Regions from separate parts of the Zea mays genome. Here regions 2, 3 and 4 are each linked to region 1. A link is a contact called in public Hi-C data. All regions are on one chromosome and are shown on one strand. Each heading gives the region's core, a stretch centred on a gene start, on an enhancer-like site or on the middle of the called end of the contact. The rest is flanking DNA. Distances are from core to core; before and after follow the strand shown. Region 1 holds the start of LOC100193303. Region 2 holds the start of LOC100276677. Region 3 holds the start of LOC100217001 (Ectonucleotide pyrophosphatase/phosphodiesterase family member 3). Region 4 holds the start of LOC100275754.

What was found. A called contact is a pair of places that touch in the nucleus more often than the background predicts.
Region 2: a contact with region 1 is called in a Hi-C map of leaf, with 4 times the contacts expected there. The contact joins the promoter of LOC100276677 here to the promoter of LOC100193303 in region 1. A contact is called at or near these places in 8 of 25 Hi-C or Micro-C datasets (bundle sheath, ear, endosperm and 4 more).
Region 3: a Hi-C map of leaf shows a contact between it and region 1, with 5 times the contacts expected there. The contact joins the promoter of LOC100217001 here to the promoter of LOC100193303 in region 1. A contact is called at or near these places in 8 of 25 Hi-C or Micro-C datasets (bundle sheath, ear, endosperm and 3 more).
Region 4: a Hi-C map of leaf mesophyll shows a contact between it and region 1, with 2.4 times the contacts expected there. The contact joins the promoter of LOC100275754 here to the promoter of LOC100193303 in region 1. A contact is called at or near these places in 8 of 25 Hi-C or Micro-C datasets (bundle sheath, ear, endosperm and 3 more).

Annotation. Positions count from the first base shown.
Region 1 is chr8:27,045,678-27,051,633 of Zm-B73-REFERENCE-NAM-5.0, forward strand. It overlaps LOC100193303, which reads right to left and starts at 2,279. Exons shown (of 5, transcript NM_001358702.1): 1 at 2,170-2,279; 2 at 1,402-1,762; 3 at 1,205-1,306; 4 at 278-1,107. The coding sequence starts at 1,703.
Region 2 is chr8:27,433,714-27,439,669 of Zm-B73-REFERENCE-NAM-5.0, forward strand. It overlaps LOC100276677, which reads left to right and starts at 2,593. Exons shown (of 2, transcript NM_001150404.2): 1 at 2,593-3,022; 2 at 5,328-5,956. The coding sequence starts at 2,685. The coding sequence ends at 5,814. LOC111589943 reads right to left here and starts at 1,771. Exons shown (of 4, transcript XM_023300858.1): 1 at 1,439-1,771; 2 at 252-1,331; 3 at 80-161. The coding sequence starts at 1,182.
Region 3 is chr8:26,754,203-26,760,158 of Zm-B73-REFERENCE-NAM-5.0, forward strand. LOC100217001 (Ectonucleotide pyrophosphatase/phosphodiesterase family member 3) reads right to left here and starts at 2,266. Exons shown (of 9, transcript NM_001143378.1): 1 at 2,198-2,266; 2 at 1-6.
Region 4 is chr8:27,325,455-27,331,410 of Zm-B73-REFERENCE-NAM-5.0, forward strand. LOC100275754 reads left to right here and starts at 3,266. Exons shown (of 1, transcript XM_008657564.4): 1 at 3,266-3,870. The coding sequence starts at 3,505. The coding sequence ends at 3,768.

The sequences.
Region 1 (5,956 bases), core at 1,029-3,528:
CGAGGCGAAACCGGGTCGGGGGCAGCTAATCCGTCTCCGCACTGTGCCCACCGGTTAGGATTAGTAGTACTAGTACGTCCACTGTCCACGGACACAAGGCGAAGTTTGGTCTCGATCTGGAGGGAGCGGTTAGGTGGCTGCTGGCATGAAAGTAACAGGCTTCTAGGACAACAACAACTCGTACCATCCGAACCTAAATCCGATGGACGCATCTACGGTTTCTTTGAAACCAACCGCGGTGGTTTACGATCGATCGGTGAGAATTTTTGACTGTTACCTGCGAAAGTGGTGACGACAACCTCGTAGTGCTCGCCGACGGTGACCTCGGTTAGCCCGACGGGCTCGGGCTCAGCCTCGGCGTAGCACGTGTCGCCGGCAGTGCCGCCGCCGTGGCCGGTGGCCGCCTTGAGCGGGATGAACTCGAAGTAGGCGATGTTGGGGAGCACGGTGAAGGTGGCGGACTCCGGCGGCGTCTCGGGCTCCACGTTGGCGCCGACCCAGCCCTCGGACGCGCCGTACTCGGCGGCGACGAGGGGCAGGCCGCCCGCGTAGTGGCGGAGCTTCTTCACGTAGTGCTCCATGGTCCCCGTCATGATGCCGTGCACGTACCTGGCGTTGGGGAACAGCGCCGGGATGACGCCGTACCAGTTGCTGAGCCCGGCGCACCGGCGCGCCACCTCGTCTGCGCGCGCCGGGTCCGGGCCCGCCAGCAGCGCCTCCACGGCCCCGCGCACGGCCGGCGCGGCGACGCGCGCGGGCGACAGCGCGCCCGCGCGGATGTCGGCGCACAGCTCCTCCCACACGCGCTCGAAGGTCTGGAAGGCCAGCACGATGCTGTGCGCGAAGGTGGCGGACACGATGCGCACCTCGTCGGCGTACAGCAGGCCGCACAGCAGGTGGCAGTAGAGCGACTGCGCGAAGTCGGCGCCGAAGATCACCGCCTCCGGGCTGCACACCTGCGACTGGATGGCGCGCATCGTGGGCATGAACTCCTCGCTGCGGTACACGTTGGTGGTGGCCGTCGTCGCCGTCAGCCCGCCCTTGGTGGTGAACTGCCGGCTGCCGTAGATGAACTGCAGCGCCTTGCCGTCCTCCACGGGGAACGCCCTGCGAGGGAAGCGCGGTGCAGTGTGGAGGCGAGGCGATGAGAATATAGATGATCTGACAGTGTGACATGCATATGCGCGCGCGTGCACTCACTCACCTGTTCCTGAAGGCGTAGGAAGTCCGGTATATCTGCATCGTGGACTTGACGAGCTCCTGGTTGAAGGGCAGGTACTTGCGCTTCCCCTGCGTCGTGCCGGAGCTGCATGACACGGGAATAATAGGGCCAGCGGACGGTCAGTCACACACGGTGGCTCACCGACATGTACAGAGCGAGTCGAGTCGAGTATTACCGACCTGAGGGAGATGGAGGTGATGGGCTTGGCGGTGAGCACGGGGGACGTGTCGCCGTCGGCGATACGCGCAATGTAGGGCTCGATGTCGGCGTGCGTGGCGAGCGGCACGCAGGCGCGGAAGCTGGCGGCGTCGGTGCGGCCCGCGAGGCCCCGGCAGCGGAGGTACTCGGCGCAGGCGTTGTCTGCCAGGATCCGGCGCAGCGTGTCGCGCTGCACGGCGGCGGCGTCCCGCGTGAGGGACTCGAACTCGGCGATCACCGCCTCGCCGCAGAACGCGGCGGCCTGCGCCTCCTTCTCCGGCATGGCGTGGCCCGGGCCCGGCCGCCTCGTGCTGCTGCTGCTCCTCGTCTGCCGTCTACGACCTGCAAGGCGAGACAAGGCGACAGGCAGACGGACAAGGAGTGAGGACGTGACGACGCCCAGGGACGCGCGCCTCCATGGCATCGCACGGCATGCGGGGGCAGGCGGGCACTGAGCCTTGCTCCAACTCGTGCGGTCTCATGGGGATGAGGGGTTTGAGTGCACGCCCCACTTGGCTCGCAGCCGATTTGTCATTAAAGAAAAGGGGACGACGGAGGACGGAGGAAGGGTGAGGACACGCGAGACAGGCGGAGAGGACAAGACGAACGAGAGGAGCGGCCGGGCGGCGCGCGCGGCGGTGGAAACGGATCGGAGGCTGGCGTGCCCGCATCATCGGCATGCTTATCCCCGTGAGGTACCGTGAGGATCGGGATCGGAGGGAGAGAAGAAGAAGACAGAGCTAGCGCACCTGCCGACGCCGCCGCGGGGCCGGACGCACGGTCGGTCGGCGGCCTCCTTCGCTCCTCTCCCCTCGGCCTCTCGCCCTCCTCTGGCTCCGGCTCCGGTTGCGGTGCTTGGTGGTGGTGCGGTACTGCGTTGTGGCGGACGGACCAGGTCAGGTTATATATATTGGTGGTGCGGTGTGACACACACGCAACGCAGGCAGGGACAGCCGGACAGCACGCCGTCCGTGCGTGCGTGCGGGCGGCGGCGGCGGCGGCCCCCAGCTGCCAGACAACTGTGTCCTGGCAATTCACCCTGCTAGTCTAGGGAAGATACTAATTAGGGCTTGTTCGGTTAGCTCTCAATCCATGTGGATTGAGCGGGATTGGATGGGTTTGAATCCCAAACAAGTCAAACTTCTTCACATTTTTTTCCAATCCCATCCAATCCATGTGTATTGGGAATAACCGAACAAGCCCTTACTGCTGCTGCCTGGATGGATCTGAAGGAAGGAAGGAAGGAGGAGGGCTAGTCAGCCGCAACCAGTGGTGGTGACAGCGACGCCATGATCGACTCGAGTCGAGTGACGAGTGAGGATAAGGCCAGCAGGATGTTACCCCGCTGACAACTACGTCCGTTGCCACTTGCTTGCCATGCGTGGTTTTCTTTACCTTTATTTTTGTTAAAAAAACAAATAAAAACGTTAGCTGAGTTTTTTTTTCATGTCTGTTCTCCTCCTTGCGTACGACACGAGCTTCGAAATCTCTAACGTCATCACTTACAAGAGTCCTGCTAGAGTTAAGTAAGATCGACACCAGCCATGGCCTTGACGGAGCATGACTCGGACGCACGAAATCACTCCCGAAAAGAAAAAAGAAAAGAAAAACCATTGTATGGTACGGTATGGGTATGGTTGCCTTGCCTTTGCCTGCCTCCTCCCCGATGGAGACAGGTCCGTGCGTTACGCTGGCTGGACCAGGTCGTCTTGTTTGTTCCGGCCAGCATCGACCGTGCAAGGGCGAAGGAGAGGCTGCGGGCGGGAGATGTGCCGGCCGGCCTCATTTCGGGGAGACATTGGAAATTTTGTTATTATTATTTTTGGGTTTAGTCAGTACACTATTAGACCCACAGATTATAAATATAGATGGACCACTAGTCATAAACACGAGATAGTATAATAACATACAACTAAAATTGAGATTGACAAAATCACAAATTTTTCCATTTCGCGCAATCCCCGGAATAGGGACAAGTAGCGGTGTTAATAGGAACCTCGTTAAATTATGTTTAGATAGTCTATTATTCACGTGAGGGAGATTTGGTGTAAATTAGTTTAATTTATACATTAATTTTCTTCAATCTATATGTATTGGGATAAATACTAGAGTAACCAAATATGTCCTAAGGGTTCCTTTAAAAAGGAGAATTTTTCTTGTTTACTGTGTTTTTATGTGAAAACGAACTGATTCTATAAAATTCTATAAAATAAACGTACGATTTATCTGAAATTCCTATATTCTAAAAGAACCCTAAGATTTGGGAAAAAATCTCCACCCCTATTGGATTGGATATGACAGGTATGTGTATAGGGAAGCTGAATCCGAACTGGATTAACGTACAGTAGGTAATACTCACTCAGAAAAATTAGTGCGTGTTTGGTTCGGTTTTATGAACTAGATTCGCTACCAAAAATCTAAAATCTAAATCAAACGGGTACAACATCAGAATTGGTTTCTAGAAATTTATAGATTTCTCTAGTTCAATTCATAATCACCTCCCACCACAAAATTTTCAGATAACTACCAGTCATATTACAATTTGTCACCCATGTGAAAGGATCACGATGCCCAAGAGGGGGGTGAATTGGGCTTTTCTAAAAATCAACAATAATTAAACCCTAAGCAAGAGCCCAACTTCACCCCAACAACTAGCAATAAGAGAATACTACTAGAAATACAACAATACTAAGACAATGCTTCAACTACTTGCTAAACAAATGCACAAGGTAAAGTGCTTGAATTAAATGCGGAATGTAAAGCAAAGTTTAGAAGACTCTAATTTTTCCCGAGGTATCGAAGGGTCGGCACTCTTCCCTAGTCCTCGTTGGAGCACCCGCGCAAGGGTATCGCTCCCCCTTGATCCTCGCAAGAACCAAGTGCTCACTATGAGATGATCCTTTGCCACTCCGGCGCGGTGGATCCCTCACGACCGCTTACAATCTCGAGCCGGGTCACCAACAAGTCCTCCAAGGTGATCACCATGCTCCCAATGCCACCAAGCCGTCTAGGTGATGCCGATCACCAAGAGTAACAAGACGTAGACTTTCACTTGACCAAGAGAAGTCTAATGCATGCGGTGTGTGCTCTAGGTGGCTCTCGCTTGCACTAATGAGGTTCTAATGCGGGATTAAGATTTTCTAATCATCTCACTATGTTTTGTGGTGCTTGCAATGCTCTAGCAATGTATGGGAGTAAAGGTGGGCAGCAAGACATTCAATATGGTGGGTGGAGGGGGTATAAATAGCCCTCACCCACCAACTAGCCGTTACCAGCCCTGGCTGCGCATGGGCGTACCGGATAGTCCGGTGCGTCACTGGTGCACCAACGGTCACTTCCAACGGCTAGTTTTGACAGCTAGCCGTTGGGCAGTTGGTCCGGTGCACACCGGACAGTCCGGTGTGCCGGCTATAATTCATTTTTTCCAACTCGTTGCTCTCGGGTTTCTGGTGGGGGATAAGGTCTTCCCCGGGCCAGGCTAGCCCCACTGACAGGGGGCGCACCGGATAGTCTGGTGCCCTTAGGCTAGAAACCCTAACTTCTTTTTAATTCTGTTTTTCGAATATGTTTTCGTTCTAACTCGTGAGTGTGTTATAGAGTGACACCAAACGCTAGATGTGAGTGTGAATATGCACCAACACTACACTAGAACTCTCTTGATCAAACTACTCATCGAAACCCCTCTTTATAGTATGGCTAAAACAAAATAAAAGACCTAATTCTATACCGAGTGTCTGCAACTCCTTGACACTCGGAATACGAAGACCTTCATCTTCTGTTTCGTTGTTTCAGCCGTTGCTTCAAGTTCTTATCTCAGGGATTGTTTTCACCGTTGTAGTACATCTTCCTGTAATGCGACCTAACTTACCATTTGTCTCTACAAAACACATGTTAGTCACATATAATATTACTTTGTCATTAATCACTAAAACCAACCAGGGGCCTAGATGCTTTCAATCTCCCCCTTTTTGGCGATTGATGACAACCCTACAAGAGTGTAAGAGTAGTTTGTTTGAAATTTCTGTCAATAGAGAAGATGGTTAGTTATACTCAGCAATTTTAACAGAAGGAGCGTGTAAGATAATAATAAGTATAGGCGCATACACGACGTAAGTTTCTTGTTCATATAAGAATGAAAATGAAATCGATGAACAAGAACTCAAAGACTGGTGATAACATATTAGGTAAAAACACAATACACACACAGTCAAAGTAAACATCGAGAGCATATTATAGAGTTTGTGAGTAAGCATCATACAAAAGTGGAGCTAGTAAAGAGAGTATCAAGCACATATATTACATCAAAATATTAAAGGCATTCTCAACTAACTCACAAACTCCCCCTAGCTCTCGCAACTCTCATATCTCTCCCCCTTTGGCGTCAAACACCAAAAGGGTAACCCAAACCTACAGTCCAGAGGAGGAAGGAGGAATGGGGCACATTCAGTCGTGGCAGAAGTGAAAACGCAAGCTGGGGGCCAGACTCAGTCTTGGATCCAGGATTTGTCGTAGAAGCTGGAGCTGGTACTGACTCGT
Region 2 (5,956 bases), core at 1,343-3,842, 390 kb after region 1:
TTAACATTTCATAGCATTAATAAAAAAGAGTACAAAGTTTTTTAAACAGTAAACAATGCATAGCAGATTAGCAGCTCACTCATGTGTTGCTGGAGACTTGGAAGTGGAAGTAGCCTCGGTTCTTTTTCCTTTGCCACCATTACCAAATTCTTCAATTAGCTCTACAATTAAAGGAGTGCAAGCATGTAGCTATCAATTAGAAATGGTTAAACATCAAAATGATAAAATACATAAAAAATGATGGAATATACCTTTTTCTATAATAGTCAATTCCTCGATATTCTCTTGTATGTTAATGGGAGTAGACCTTCTTAGCCAATCTTGGGTACATACAAGGGCCTCCAACATGAAAGGAGTAAGGGAAGTACGGAAATCATCCAAGATACGCCCACTTGTGCTGAAAACGGACTCTGAAGCTACTGTTGATATTGGTATAGCAAGGATATCTTGGGCCATGTGAGCCAAAACCGGCAATCTATGTGCATTGTCCTTCCACCAAATGAGAACATCGATCTTTTTTTCTGTGTCTTCACAATCTTCAGATAGATATTTGTCAAGTTCTGATTTGGTAGTGTTGTTACTACTATTAGTCAGCTTCATTTTCTTGGCAATAACTTGTTTAAGCTTCCCTCCTGGAGCACCTTTTGCTTGAGTTGAATCTGTTTCATCTGTTGATTCTTCAATTGGTGCATAAATATTTCTATATTCTTTAAACAGTTCTCGGATACATGTCTTAATAGCAGACCATACTAGTTCCCCTCCGGTTGCTTGCAAAGTACCTTGCTTTGGGTCTTTATCAAATTTATTGGGGTTGCGCTTGCAGACATTAAAATGTTTATTTAATGAAGATGTACCATGCTGATTGGAATCAGCCTTAAGGATACGCTGACAATATTTGCACTTAGCAGACTTTAGCCTACCCTTCTCATCTTTGATCTTAATGAAATGATCCCACATACTTGACCTTGGCACAATCTCCTTCCTTGCCTCCTTTTTCTCAGTTTCATTCGCAAGGTCTACAAAATTAGCATCCCCTTGGCCTTCAGTTCCACTAGATTTACCTCGTATAGTTTGTGACCGATCACCTGTTGTTTCCACAATTGCTTGCTCAAATTGAGTAGCAGTACCCATAGATTCTCTTTCCAATTCCATGTCTACTCTATCATCGATACTATTAGGCATATGCAAAAACCTCAAACCTTATACTAACTTACTAAGTTATTGATGATTAGACAACATATAAATGCATACGTTGCTTGATTCCTCAATCGGTGTCGTCGTGTCGGCCGATGAGGTATGCGTGCTCTGCTGCCGTGCTGCCTGCTGCGAGCCTGCGAGGTCGGATTAGGGTTAGGATGTGTTCTGTTGTCTGCTCGATTCCTTGGGCAGGGCTCAGTGGGGAATTAGGGATGAGCATATCACTATCAGTGACCCTAACCTGGATGGCAGGAGCAGGATGGCGTGGCGGGCTGGCGGCCGACCGCGACCTGCGATGCGAGCCCTGTACGTTGGAGGCTTGGAGCCCTTGACCTTGATGGCTGCCGCCTGGCTGCTGGCTGAACGTGGCGGCGCCAGCGGACGGCGGTGAAGCCTGGAGATGCCGAGATGGAGCGGGACTGCGGGAGCGTAACTGCGTGAGCCTGCGGACTGCGGTACTGGGCTTGTGCCTGCCGGCGGACGGCGGTGAAGCCTGGAGCTGGAGATTGCGCGGCGCCGTGCGGTACTGGACTACTGGTACAGTGGTACTGCGCTTGTGCGCTGTGGGGCTGGAGTCTGGAGATTGCCGTCTGTCGTAGTGCCGTGTGCCGGTGTGCGGCTGTGCGCTACTGTTGCGCTAGGGTTTCTACCTTTCTGGGACTCTGTCTCTGGGTTTGCACTTTGCACTTGCCTAGGTGGGCCGTGGGCTCGTGGCCAGCCGTTGTGAATTGTGATTCGCGTGAACAGTGGGCCGCGAGCAGCCGTTGTAAATTTCGGGTATGGGTTGTTCGGGTACCGGTTGGCGCTACCCGAATTACCCAGAATAATTTCGGGTTTCACAAGTTAGTACCCGAAATTCCCAAACAAATTTCGGGTACCCGGTATTACGGGTTCGGGTACGGGTATTTTGGGTTCGGGTAACGGGTTTTTTGCTCAGTCCTACTGACTTCCATTGGCTTCGGCGGAACTACATATTTTTTGTCCATTAATCTGCAAAAGGTATACACCAACAAAAATTAGGCTCTGTTGACATAAATTAGCTACCATATATATTTATTACTCAGATTACTGTTGTGTATAGTATAATATTGCTATTTATTTAATTATCTTGGGTTGTCGGTAAGGGTATTTTTTGATCACTTCTTATATACTGAATGTTACATAGGAATGCGCGCTACAGTAGACGACGAGGGGGCCTTCATTTTCATTTTCCATGGCAAGACCAAGACAAAAGAAAAACAACACCGCTCTCCAGTCCCCACTCTCGTAGCAAGATCAGGCGGGGTCAGGCCAAGCGCGCAGAGGGCCCCACAAAACAGTGACACGCGCACGACTCCAACCGAGCAGGCGCGGCCGGTTCGTCATATCAGGTGGAGACATACTTCTCTCCCCTCGTGCAGTTCACACACTCTCCTCTGACCTCTCCTCTCCTCTCCTCTCGACCTCTCCCTTCTATCTAGCCACCGAAGCCAAGACCAAGGAACGGCATGGCTCAGCTGCTGCACCTGCCGGACCTCGCGGCGGCGCGGCCGCCGGCGCGGAGGAGGAGGGGTGTGGCGGTGGCGGTGGCGGGGGGGCGCGTCAAGCAGGGGGAGGCGGGGCGGGTGATCAGGGTCGCCGACCCCGTGCGGGAGGGCCGGATGCCGCCTCCTCTTCTTGCCGCGCCGGCCACGCCGTCGGAGTCTCCGCCGGTCGCGGGGAGGCGCGGGGACGAGGACGACGAGGTGAGGCAGAGGTACTACCTCAACATGGGGTACGCGATCCGGACGCTCAGGGAGGAGCTCCCCGATGTGCTCTACAAGGAGCCCAGCTTTGACATCTACAGGTTCGATTCGACAGCCTCCTAGATTTGTCTTTTTATTTTCTTTGTTGGACTCGACTGAGCTGATCTAACTGGGTTCCAATTGAAAAACTGCTTTTTTTCCCTTCTCACCATCAGTGATGTATGCTTCAATTGATTATTGTTAAGGAGGCTTATCTCTGCTTACCTACTAAAGATTTGTCGTCACTGCAAGTGCAAACTAGTACCTTCTAGTTCGAGGTAGAATATGTGCATACACAAGCTTACTCTGCCTTCCCATATCCATATAGCTTGTGATCTGCAGTAGCTGCCACCGGACAGAGCTGCAGCTATAAATATTTCACAAATCATAGCGGATGCTGCATAGGCCCTCAGTATTTTGCTTGTTGGCTGATTGGAAAGTTAACCCTATCTCAGGACATCCCTTTTGCCTGGAAGTGATAGTTTAGCCTAGCTAGACCTAGACTACCATTCGCTAGCTTTTGAGTTGGAATGGAGGCCTTGGGCAGTGCTGTTGGTGGTGATGGTGCCACCACCTGAAGAGCTGCACTCAGAAATGAAGCCTATATGTTTCTTCTTACCTAATGTTAATTAGGATATGTGTTGTCTGTAGATATAATTGGGGTTCTTGTTTATAGAGTCGTGTTCTTTAGCCATTGGAGAATGGGATCATTTTTTCAAGGATTACGTGATGAATCCTATACTTCTGTGCCGTTGGTTGGTCCTCCGCACAGTTAACTGAAATGTTATTGGCTGACTGGAGTTATTGTGATATTGACATCCTATGGTGCCAGTTCCATGGGTTAGATTTGTTAGATATGCGGTCTTATTATTGGAGTTATTGTGATATGACATCCTGTTTCAGTTTGTTTTCATGGGTTTATGTTGTTAGTTGCTATTTGTCCCCTTTCCTTCTGTTATTAGAGTTCAGTTCTCACTTTTCAACAAAGGGCCTCTTAACTTACTGATCGTCTGACTGTTGGATACATCCATACCTTGTTTGCGGTGCTCTTTGTTTTGTAGGGGTTGATGCCTTTTATAGTTGTTTGAGACATGATTTTTTTCCCTCTCCAAGCAACATGGCCTTTACTTCCCCATATAGTTATATCCATTTGTTTCGTTGTTTAATAAAAAAAAACAGGTGGGAACTTACACCAGGCATACTTCTCCATTTCAAGGCTTCTATTGTGCTGCACCATTGTCTTCTCAGTATACCTGAACAAACTAGCCTTCTCATAGCGCATGGCTGCTTTGCCTGGACTGAACAATTTGATTTACATGCAACGTAGCACTGTGCCTGAGTATTTGCTAAACATTATTATATTAAAAGTACACTTAGCCAGAAGGATTATGTAAACCATCTGAAGAGTTGTACTCAGAAATGAAGCCCACATATTTCTTCTAATGTAATGTTAATTAGGATATGTGCTGTCTGTGGATATGATTGGGGTTCTTGTTATATACTCGTGTTCTTTAGCTGTTGGAGAATGGGAGTCTTTTCAAGGATTATGTGTTGAATCTATATTCATATACCGTTGGTTTTTAGTTGGTCCTCCCCACAATGAACTGAAATGTGGATTGGTTGACTGGAGATGTCTGCCTTTAATTGATCCTATGGCACCAGTCCCATGGATTAGTTTTATTAGATGTGCTGTCTTGATAATTGGAGTTATTGTTATATGACATCCTGTTTCGGTTTGTTTTTATATGTTTTTGTGTTGTTATTTGCTATTTGTCCCCTTTCGTTTCTGTTATTACTTATTAGAGTTTAGTTCTCAACACAGGGCCCCTAAACTTACTGATTGTCTGACTCTTGGTACAACCTTACCCTGTTTGTGACACTCAATATACCTCAGCAAACCAACCTTCTCATAGTGCATGGCTGCTTGCATACATTTTTCTTGGGCTGAACAATTTGATTTACATGCAACATAGCACTGTGCCTGAGTATTTGCTAAACTTTATTGTACTCCCCCAGTTCTTTTTTATTTGTCGCGGTTTAGTTCAAAAATGAACTAGCGGGTGACAAATATTCGAGAAAGGAGGTAGCATTAAAAGTACACTTAGCTAGAAGGATTATGGTTAACTTAGATAAAGAGAGAAAAAGAACTGTATTTCTTGATTGCCAAGTAGCAAGTAAGATCACTTCGTACTGTGCCTCCTTTATTGAAATCGATAACTTGGTTCTACAGTTGCAGATCTTTACTTGTGTTACACTTTAACTAATGGATTATTATGCTATAGCATGTCAATGTTCTATTTGAACTTGTTAACTTTTCTGTGCCATCGTTTTACCATTTTCTGATTGTATTTCTTGCTGTCTTTTCAGAGATGACATTGTCTTCACAGACCCTTTGAATACATTCAAGGGCCTGGAAAATTACAAGACGATATTCTGGGCGCTTCGTTTTACTGGCCGGATCTTCTTCAAGGCATTGTGGGTTGATATAGTTAGTATATGGCAGCCTGCTGAGAACATTATCATGATTCGCTGGATCGCCCACGGCATTCCTCGAGTACCTTGGGATGGGCATGGCCGCTTCGATGGTGCTTCTGTGTATAAACTCGACAAGGATGGTAAGATCTACGAGCATAAGGTCCACAATGTTGCTATGAATCCACCAACGAAGTTCAAGGTCCTACCAGTCCATGAGCTAATCAGATCACTTGGTTGCCCCTCTACTGCAAAACCAACTTATTTTGAAGCTTCATCACAATATCTGTGCGCTGGGCCATCTTATTTGAGATTAGCTTGGATAAGATGCTACATCTCATTGTGCCGCATGCTTTCGCTCGCAAATCTGGGAGAAGGATAGCCTGGGTTTAGTGATACCTCCAAATTTTGTATTTTCAGTATGACAGCACACATGTTACTAAGTACTATTGAGTCATGACAGTTGTATATATGAACACTGATAGTTTATAGAATAAGACCTCTTAGTTAAGGTGTACAACACT
Region 3 (5,956 bases), core at 1,016-3,515, 290 kb before region 1:
CTTTTCCTGACAAGAAAAATATAACAGTGGTTATTCTTGAGTTCATGTAAAATAGTGTAATATTTCAGAAGGGAGAAATATATTGCACCCCCCCCCCCCCCCCACCACACACACACACACACAAAGTGAACTCTTTCTGACACTACTGTGAAACAGTCATATCACTATATCAGCCATCCCATTTTTATGTTAGTATAGCAAGCAATTTCACAATTTTAATCGAACTGAATCAGTGTAGTAACTTAGTAGAGAGAATGCACTATGGCCTACGAGTCCTTTAAGGTTACATGAGATCTAGTACGTTTGGGGATTTCTTGTAAGAAACTAGAATGACCTTTTTGAAGTTTACAATATTAAACTCGTGTTTTATAATAATATAATCATGTTCACCAGTACCATAATATTGGTCGCATGACAAATATGTAGAAACAATTTAGCAAACCTTATACTAATGGGTAGCAATGCATCGTTGGGTCTGAAAATTAATCTATTGGTGAAAACTAACAGTCTAGCACTAGTGTCAGTAAGGAAATTCAGATTATAACAACATCAATAATAGGAATTGCTAAGAACTTTGGGAAGGTAAAGAAACAAACAATAAAGTTCGTTTAGAAAACACAAAGGGCCCCATGTGACAGCCCCCAAAAAATGGAGGAAAAAATCTTTCTCCAAGCTTACAGTAAAGTAAGCATAGGGCTGACAATGGGCTGTAAATTTTGCACTATAAGATTTAAGGATCAAGTCGGATTAGGATCGGGCTTTATTTCTAGTCATTTTTGAACTATAATTTATTTAGGGCCTTGACATTTTGTGAAGAACCATATGGATCACAATCCATTACCACCCTTAAGTAAGCACCGGTCTTACGTCTTAGAAAAAAGTACAGATTTGCTAAGTAAGATTCTTTACAAGGATTTCAAAGAGAGGAATAAGAATCACACTAACAAGGTCACAGAGTCTAAGCCCTAGTAAAGATTTCGACTCTGCAGCAGGGGGCGGACCATGTGTGTGCACCCAATAACTTTTTGCAAGAAAGAAAAATCGAAGTTATTAAGCAGGCATAATACACACACATACACCCATAATTAGATCATGTCTGAACACAAAATAGCCTTAGGGAGTGGGTGCTCGGTTTCGTTGTGGCGGACCCAGCCCAAGAAAGGAGTTAAGAGTGAACTTAGACTACAAAATTTTAGCTAAAAAGTGCAAACGACAACATGAAAGTCATGAACAAATCGCACTGCTTATATTCGCAAAGATGATTCAGCTATTGAATTGAAATAGAGCTGCACTGAACCAAAGTTACTCTGAATTTTCTAAACAATAGAAAAGGTATCCGAGCCAAAGGATTATTGCTGAAATTAAACTACTAACAAGGGAACGAACAGCTACTGCCCTGCCATCTGCTGGTCAGAGCTGCAGCATGTACAAGATCCACAAAGGCAAGCTAACACATTAAGCAATGACATTAAAAAACATCCAAACCTGCTATTGAAGCCGCATTGTAACAGTAAGCGGTGAGCAAAACTAACCCGATCAAAAACAGAGCAGTATACTACTGCTTGACCCTTGATCTGATGAAAAGTGCCACCTTGACCCTGGAGCTGATGAAAGACACTAATCTACGGAGCCGCCTAACTGCAAGTGTTAGTCTGTTACTGCGGTTGGCCCTAGAAGAACAAGCGAGCTCGAGTTGTTTTTGCTGCTGCTGGGCTGCAACTGCAAGAGAGGGACGCAGATACAGCCGCTGCGCCACAGGGGGCGCTGCCGGTTGCCGGTTGGGGTGGAGGGGCGGAGAGGAGCCGGAGCTCGGAGGGGTCGAGTGGAAGCACGGGACGTGAGAGAGGGGGAGCCGGTGCGTCGGCGCGGTGAGGGCGAGCCGCGGCCCGCGGCCGTGGAACTAGCGCCTGAGCCTGCCCACCGCTTCGAGCGCCGCAACCGACTGCGGACCTGCGATGGTGTGCTGATGTGCGCCGTTTGCCCTGGCTTAAGGTCTTCCTAGCTGATGGGCCTGGGCGCCTCTCCGGCCAGACGGCCCATACGCTCCAACTTGCAACCAAAAGCAACGCGCGCCGTCTCCCTTGCCCGCAGCCGTCTTCAACCTCCGCACGGCCTCTCAGGCGGGCGGGTGGTCGCCCTATTGGCCGGTCCGCCTAATTCGCATAGCAGGAAGAAGGGAAGAGAAGGGGTGGGATACCTGGTGGGTGCTCGTCGGCCTGCCCAGTCGTCGTCGCCACGACCGAGACTCCGAGAGGGGGAGGGAGACAGGGAGGGGAGAGAGAGAGAGAGAGAGAGCGCGCGCGCGCGCGAGCACGGGGTGAACGGGGGAAGATAAAGCAGGTGGTTAAGGGGCGTTTGGCACTTTGGACACAAGGTAGCTAGAGAGAGCTGGCATCGGTATGTCTTTTGGAATCGTTGGGTGCCCAAGGGACGAGGAAGGGTTGGATTTGGAACCCGTCAACTTTAAGAGAGCAGTATAATTTTATATAGAAATCGTTTATAAATTAGGAGGTGCACTAAATTCATTTGCATACAAGTGTTGATTCATGAATTTGACCTTTCGTGGATTTTTTTACAAGCTACACCTATAAACAGGAGTGGAATACCGTCACAGTTACACCTCATCAATTAGTCATCCTAAACCGTGTTAAATCCATCGAGTACACAAAGGTGTTCAAGGATCGCTGCAACAAAACTGTGGTTCTTAATCGCCTTAAACATGCCTACGCTACTTAATTGGGATCCACTTCGAACAGTATGCCACTGGAAAATATACTCATTCCTTGTATGCCACTGACCCCACATGTCATAGACACCAAAAAATATACCTATATGTCACTCAGTGGCACACAAGGGATGAGTATAAAATCTGATGGCATACCAGGAATTTTCTCCAACTTCTACGAGCTAGTCATGCATGGTACTCGCGACCTTGCCACTCCTCTACTTCCACATGTTGTAAGCACATGAAGTGAGACACCTAGACAAACATGTTTCATAACAACAAAAATCCTATCAAGGGGAGGATATATCATGACAAATAGTTTTGCTCGAGCATATGAATTTAGGTAGAGGTAATCTTAGACCGGCTGCAGCGGTCTCCGTCGCGCGCGCCCCCTCCCCTCTAACTGGCGGCTACAGGAGCCCATTTGGGCCGCAGCGACATCCCCTTCCACGCCCCCTTTATGGCGGTAGTTGTCTCTCTCCCGCCAGTGGTGTGGTGCCTCCTCCAACACTATTCATTCCTTGTGTTGTGGACCACGAATAATTGTTAGTATATAAAAAATTGATAGCGAATGAAAAGTATGGATATGAGATGATATTTTATAGCTATAGTATGGGTAAGGGGGAGTATTTAGGGAGGGAAACGCTGCCGGAGATGAAAAAGTAGGGGATGAAATGTTGACGATGTGACGCAAAAACTGATACAGGGAGAGAAATTTAAGAAGAACCGCTGTGGATAGCATCTAGCACAAGGAATTATTAGATCCAACACATTTGATAAAAAATCGGGCTTCGGCATGTATCTGTGCTTGCTTGGTACTTTGAGCCACATCTCGATGGCTTCAAGGCCTGCCTTGGTATTTGCACTTTATTGGTGCATTGGTCCCAATACCTGCTCATTTGACGCATGGGATGATATGGGGTTGAAAGAGAGAGAGGTTGTTGCATTGGTGAGTGAACATGACTCAACAAAACAAATATTACAAGCAAGGGTCTGCTAGTTGGAGCGTGAAGGGTGTATTGATGTAGTGGTTTAATTTATCCAAGCTCTAATCACGCACAATAACAAGACTATAGGAGAGATCGAGATCCCACAAGCCATAACGAAGTTTTTTTGAGGATATCCTCCGACAGCTTTTTGTGTATTGAAGTGAAGCCATATCAATGTTTGTGCTAGTCTTGAGAAATGATTTAATCACTCATGCTAGCGCTAGGTATGGTCGATCTAGCTAACCTACCAATGCAAAGAGTAGAAAACATGCATGCATGGTCTAGAAAAGTTATGCTTTGGTTTTGTTTTGGGTCTAAATCGTTCTTGCCCAAGGGTATAATGATTAAAGTTCACGGAAGGAATTTGTTGGTGATAAAGAGTGAACCAAGTAGGAAATAAAGCCAAAAAGGTTAACGGCGAAGATGAAATGCGATGAGGAATAAACGGGTAAGACAAAAGGCGACGCAATCAATGAGAGAACGGAAAAAGACGCCACTGTTTAGTGGAGCTATTGTTCTGCAGTACCTATAAACACGTGCGGCTAGCTAGACACTTTTGCAAAAAAAAATAAAAAAAAAGATCACGCCACGCCTTCTGGTCCTGTCACAACATGTAAACCAAACTTCACCTTGGTGTGATGTCCACAGACTTTTCTTTTGGATGATTGGTATACTGTACCTTCATCTTTTGGTCTAGTTTATATATTAATCAAGTTGTGTTGCATTATATATACACTGAACATCTTTGGCATCATTGAGTCCGAGAGACCCCTTAATTTAAAAAGGGAAAAAAAATACATTTAGGACTAGTTTGAGAACCCTATTTTATCAAGAGATTTTCATTTTCCCACATAAAATTAGTTTGTTTTCCCTTTAGAAAAATAGGAATCACTTGGTAAAATAAAGTTTCCAAACTAGCCATTAACCTTTCTTTATTAAAATAATAATACATACATGACTATAGAAATAAAGACCTAGCTTTTTATAGCTATTGTGTTACATACCTCATCTCCTTCCCTTTGGCTGATGAATCTTTCGCTGGTGTAGACTGCCTCGTCTGGCGGATTAAAGAGAGAACACATGTTGTGCGCTCACTTTTATTTATCTTTTGATCAGATGCTACCATTAACACGATTAATGGTGGCTGGTTGAATGCCTCCGTTCTCGAATATTTGTCGCCCCCCGCCCCGTTAGGAAAAGAAAATGTTTATGCCATTGTTGAAGGGACCGTACGTGGTTGGTAGCCCTGTTGCAGTGCCAGCTTTGCTGAGAGTTAGAAACATATGAATTGTCCGAGGAGGAGAAGGGGAGATGTGAGTAGTAGCTAGCATGGGATCCTGCTGCTTGCCCTTTTAATAATTGATGATTGATCTGGTGGTCATGGCATGGCAACTTTGCCGTCGGTCGACGTAAAGCTACCAACAACGTAGAGCAAGCAAGCAAGCAGCGCCAAAGAGATTCAGACATTTGGCAACACCACCAGTCATCGTATAGAAACAGTCAGTCAGTCCCCTGACGAGTGATGAGCTTGCATTGCATTGCAGGTGGTCACAGCCGGGTTCAGAAAACCAACCATAGGAATTAATCAGATCGTCTCCATCTGGCACCAGGCAGTGCAAGAACACTGCTCCTCCACAGCACGGACGCTGACACAGCCGCCGGGCTCCTCCTCCTCTGGCTCTGGCTCTGTGTCTGTGACCACCGTCCCTGCCTCGCCGTTTGGGACACTGTTCCACTTCCACGACGGATGCTGACACAGCCCAACAAACAAACCGCACAGTACCAGTGCATCTCGTTCTCGGGGCGCCCACTGGACTGAAGAGGAGATCTCATCGCCAATAAAGAAAAAACGCCACCGAGTGGCTGCAGCGAGGGCCACGACAGCCAGCCTGTTTCTGACAATGAACCTAAGGCTTGCTAAAGCAAAGGATTCAGCCAGATCGAGCAATAGTGTCACGTCTTCTTAATAACGACTACTCCTCTCTGTTCTAAATTAGAAAAAAATTTAAAACTTTTTATATACATTAGTTTCGCTATATATCTATAATGAGTAGTAAGTGATAACAAACCTAGGATATTTTACGTATGATTTTAAAATAGATGGAGCAGCAAATAATTCGGCAACGAAACCTAGTACCGACAGGGAAATTAAATGTACTACAGCAACAGCACGCCTGGCCTGGCACTGGCAGCACCGTCTGGTCCGGTGTCCGGTGAGCATGATCGAGCTCAGCAGAGTTGA
Region 4 (5,956 bases), core at 2,016-4,515, 280 kb after region 1:
ATTGATATTAAAAATTGATATTAAAATGGTGCTGGTTTGCAGCAGGAAAGGTTAATTCCCATCAGTTTGACTATAGCCGACGGGAGTTACTGGAGGTGGGCGCTGAGCTAGTAATTCCTGTCGCCCCTTAGCCAACGGGAACTATTTAATTAATTCTCGTCGGCCAGGGTCTAAGCTGACAAGAGTTATGCGACCGACGAGAATTAATTAATTCACATGGGTCGGTGGCCAAGCCGGCGGGAATTATCTAATTAATTCCCGTCATCCAAAATCTAAGTTGAAGGGAGTTATATAGTCGATAGGAATTAATTAATTCCCATGGGCCGGTGGCCAAGCCGATGGGAATTATTGGCCGACGGGAATTAACTAATCCCCATCGGCTACAGTAAGCCGACGGGAATTAATTAATTCCCATCATCGATCAGCCGACGAAAATTATCTAAACCCCGTCCAGGGATTGCCATTGACCAAGAACCAATGGGAATTAACCCAAAACCGACGGGAATTAGTTATTCCCGTCGGTATAAGGCTAATTCCCGTCGGTTCTTGGCCGACGGAAATTACCTGGATTCCTGTTGTGACACTTAAGATCATGGAGCATCTAGTATCATTCTTCATTCATCCATGCATGGAGAAAATCAAGGATTAGGGTTTGGAGAAGTTTTCAAGAAGCTTAAGAAGGGAGCTTCTTCAACTCACCCGAGAATTGAGATGGAGGTGAGGACCTTGATATTCTATTGAGTTATTGCATTATTGACCTTCCTTCTTTCTATTCTTTGATTTTCCCCTTCCTTCTCTTATTTTTCTCTCTCTAGTCCATATGTGTTCTTCACTTTAGAGAGAGGGAGATGGTAAGAATGAGAAAGATGGGCCAGTGGTTGTTGAACTAGCTATTGAATGGTCACAAATCGTGCTGACATGTGGGACCAATGAGTAGGAGAATAAGACAACTCACCCAACCAATTCTCTTGACTTAGCGATAAAGCATATGACCAGCTAGGCCAATGGGCGGTCTAGGAGGACGCTGAAAATGGGATTTTGGAGTTGAAGGAATGAAATTGGGGTTGGGTCTTCAATTCCATCTACAAGATCAATATAAACCCTTTGAGAGTTAGAGGAATACTTCTTGGGGGATACTTTGTTGGATCAATGGTGGATTTGACTAGGATTGACTTGGGTTGATTAAAGAAGATTAGTAGAGTTGATAAGTGAGTCTGGGGTCTTTTACTATAGAGGGTGGATTCCTGACACTAGTATAAAGAAGCTCTATAGAGACGGTTCATAACCCATTTTTACTGGTATTTTTCAGTATCACCAGCGCGAGAGACCAGTGGAAATGGATCTTCCCACTGGCGGTTCTATTTGAGGCAAGTATACCTATGTCCTAAACCCTAAACGTCTCCAAGCGAGTTGTATGGTCCTAAACTAATTTAACTTTGTGCTCATTTTTTGGTGTGTAAGATTTTATTTTTTTCTTGCAATCGATGACATTTTGTTTAATTGGTTTCTTACAATTAGGTGTGAAACCCATCGAAAATGGTATTACAATATAAAACAAAAACAAACACAAAAACAAAACAAAAATGATCGAGTCAGATTTTATCTTTTTCCATATTTATGAAACTAACGAATACACAAAAATGGTTGAAAATAGTTGTGAAACCAGTTGCAAATTGCAAAACGGTACTCATAATATAGGAGACAAACATGTGAGATTTGTGCTGTCTACTTACAATGATTCGTTTTGTGGTTCTTTTGCTGCTAATTCCAATCAAAGGAACTTGGACCCTGCATTCTGCAAACCTCGGAGCGCTCTGACCATATGTGCTTGTCTTCATCAGAAGGACACCACAACGCTCAGTAGTAGTCCACCCCACAGTGGGCTAGCATAGCAGCCATGGGTAATGGGTTGTCCGATCCCTATACCTGTCCGGGTGCATTCACAACCGCAGGTGTGGTTCTGGAGACGAACAAGGACGTGGAGACCGGGCCGCAAGAGCAGGAGCGGCATAATGGCGGCGACGTCGCCTCCAAGGGTTGGAGGAGAACCTGGCCTTATCTGATCAAAAGGACCCAAGTCGACACACTCTACAAAGGAGAAGGAGATGGTAGTCTGCTGATGCAGCATTGTAAAGTCGACACACTCTGCAGGTTAATCCTTTTTGGGGCAGTCAAGTGTTAGTGAGTGCTCTATGTATGTTAATCACCCCTGCAGAGGCTGCAAATACTGAACTACTCACAAGCTTGCACCTGTCGAGATAGTTTTGTAATCGCCTACATCCTGTTCAAACGTGTTCTTTTTTTTGTTCCCGTTGTGTAATCTACCCTAAAAGTGCTTCCTTTTCTCTTGAAAAACAGCTATAGTTGCCTGTTGAGCAGTAAAATAAAATACGAAGAACACAGCAAGCCTAGGTTTATGACTCCGTTGTGCAAGTTTGTGACATTTGAATAAGTCGAGCGATTAAAGTTTTTTTTTAAAAAAAATTAATGGTGTTATGTCTTTACAATATTTAAGTGGAATTTCTTTAGAAAAAATACAAAAAATAAGCGCAAAATCTAGGGTCCAAACCCTACTAACCGTCTCTCTCCCAAGCTTAACTTCAAACCACTTAAATACATTTTTGTTTGTGTATTAAAAAATAGATACCGTTAATATTATGAATATAGAAATCGTAGCAAGACATGGATAACCAAATAGTATGTCATATATTTGTAATTGCTACGACGAGTCTAGTAAAAAAATGTATAAAACTGAAAAGAATACACTCGTCATCGTGTGACCTGCTCCACTGTTATTCCCGTTACACCAAAGCAATCATGGCTGGTCCCGTGCACATCCTTGTTGCAACCGAGCGGTTTTGTGTGTGTCGTGGCCTCTCATGGGCCCTCCGTGTCGCCAAAAAGGCACCGCACCGTGGTGGTCCACTGGTCGCGTCGCGCGCCGTCGTCGCTGCTGCTTCTGGTTCGTTGCGTCTTCTCGCCGGTCGCCGTGGACGGCTGGCGCAGAGCGCAACCGATTGGCTGGACGGTCGGCATATTTTATTCGATGCAAACTTAGCGTGCAGGTGCAGGTGCAGGTGCAGCACGGCGGCCGGTACTACTAGACAGGTAGTAGCACCCCGGACCCCTTTCGGTTGCTGCTACCTTTCTTGGCCGTTTTTATGGACCAGCTGATCCAGATCTTTCTCTTTTTTGCTAGTACTATATTATAAAGTTTTTTTTCTTGTTTTGTTTCGGGCAATGTATGCATGCAAAGATGATTTTTGCTCTATATGAATCATTGAAGTAGCCACAATAATTACAGAGTTTGTATCTCATATAGGACCAATTATGAATTGAAGTAAAGCAATCCACATTTGTACACAATGCAAACTAATTAAACATTGGGGGACGGAGGCACGCTGCACCCACTATAAATAAAAGACGCCGACCACCGCCAGCCAGCCAGCCAGAGCCTCCACTCCAGCAGTCAGTCGGCCGGCGATACATATATATACTAGAGTCATGGAGACGATGGCGGCGAGGTACGGCGGCGGGGAGATCAGGGACCTGCAGAGCAAGCAGGAGGCGCCGGGCGGGTGCGGGAGCTACTTCCAGATGCCGCTGCACTACCCGAGGCACAGCCGGGAGGACTACGAGGCCATGCCCGAGTGGCAGCTCGACCGCCTCCTCTCCGAGTATGGCCTGCCCGTCGCCGGCACAGTCCACCAGAAGCGCACCTTCGCCATAGGCACCTTCCTCTGGGGCGCCGGCGGCATTATCCACTGAGCTCAAGGTCTTGTTTACTGTGCATGTGCTTGACATAACGAGCTTGTATCCCAATTCCCAACAGAACACGGCACCGTCCATGTGCTCTTTCTATTTTCTCTCCGTCTCTCGCTCTTGCTCGCTGTCACTTCTCACCTGTGCCCGCTGTCGCCGCCATGCCCCTTCTCCGTGCCACCACCCGCGCTTGCCCCATGCCGCCGCCACCACCGCACGCCTGCGGGCGTCTGTGTTGTTTGCGTTTGCCGCCCCGCGTACGTCTGCGGTCTGCCTCGTCTCAAGCGGCGCCCCAGCGCAGTCCCCGTCCGTCTTCGCCCCGATTATGTCTGACTCGTCTCTTCTACGCTCCTGCTTCCACACCCATCAAAACAAAAAACAAAATGAGTATAATTTTATCGTCCATCCATAAAATCTAAGATTAACAAGCTAAGAAATGTTGATTGTTATATACTTGATTTAATAATTACTGTATATTTCTATTGGCAACGACTGCTATGCAAGCGGTCTTTCTTTACAAGCGTGCAAACAAACTATCTGGTCTATTAGATCGAGATCCAATCGTAGGTCACATTTAACACTTAAACTCTTCCACCACCAGCTTAGTAATCTTTATAAAAAAATTCCTAACAAACCATGGTTGTTTTTATGGTTGGATCATAATCTAATGGACCAGATGATTTGCTTGCACGCTTGCAAAGAAGGACCACTAGTAATGGTTATTTTATAGCTAATTAATTTTTATTATTTTATTCGTAATAACCACTAGTATTAAAATAAAATACAATATTATAAGACTTTATAAATACGGTAAAATATTGATAGGATCTCAAAACGTACATGTCACCTATTTCTATCGGTATGTCTTACATGCATCTCATACGTAAGATATGTTGTTTTGAAATTGTCTCTTTTTCTGCGGTCTCAAAGCGACCAACAATGTGATATTTATGATGAGCCACGAGTTCGAGTGAGATTTCAACGTCATAATCTTGTTGTTCTCCATTGCACTACATTTGTGCATGAGATAGAGAACAATGTGGCCATGCTGCTGAAATCATGTTCGACCTCCGTATGGTCGTAATAAATTCACGTTATGTCGGTCGTTCTTGTTCTAAGGATCAAATATAAGTGACGATCGTTGATGGATGTATGATGGTTGAAGTTATAATAGGGCTTTTTTTGAAAAAGTGGATGGTCAAGACTCATAAACTTATCGCTCATGCAGTGTCTTTGTCAATCGTTGATATTGTAAGGTATCAATGTAGCAAGTGTTTCTATTATCTATGTCATGAAAAGATAAGACTGTCAATGGACCTTTGCAGTTTGGTTTTGTGACAAGTTATAATATGTGTGTGCACTATGGCGAGTCACAACATCAACATGTAAAAGTTGAAGAACATGATATGGCAGACCATAATAGAATGGACGAGATGCTTGATGCTTTATATGGTCGGAGTTTGAACTAGAGTCTAAGGATCTTCCTATGCTATATGTTCAAAAGTTCTTCAACCTTATGAAAGCTTCAAAAGAAGTACTAGGGATGGCAACGGGGAATTCCCCGTCAGGTTTTAGCTTCCCATCTCCGTCCCTGTGACGGAATAATTTCCCGTGGGAATCCCCACGAATGCTTGTTGGGGACATTTCTTCCCCATCCCCATTCCTCGCAGGGACAAATCCTTGTCGAGGATTCCCGTCCCCACTTAAATTATAATTAGAACGTACTTCCTTTGATATTAATGCAAAACATTGTCACTTATACATATTGTCAGATATAAAAAACCATTATGTGTACACTAAAATAAACATATTTGTACAATGAGTGATCTCTTGACAAGGTAATTATTTATTTTAATCATGAACTATTACATAAAAACATTGTCACATATAAGTTTAACGGATCCCCGCACCGTCCCCGTTTACCAAAATGGGGGAGAATTTTTTCCCTGTTTACAACCCCGCGGAAAAAACTACTCCATCCCCTAATGGAAGAATTCCCCGTGGAGATCGGGGATCGGGGCCCATTGCCATCTCTAGGAAGAACCATTGCATGGATATACACCAATTATAATTCTTTCTTATGTGACCTGACTTATGTCTATTAAATTCAAGTTTGTATTCTCAAATAATTGCTATAAATAAAGATACAGTGAACTTGATCAGTGATATCTTCCAATGAATCATAAGATGCCCA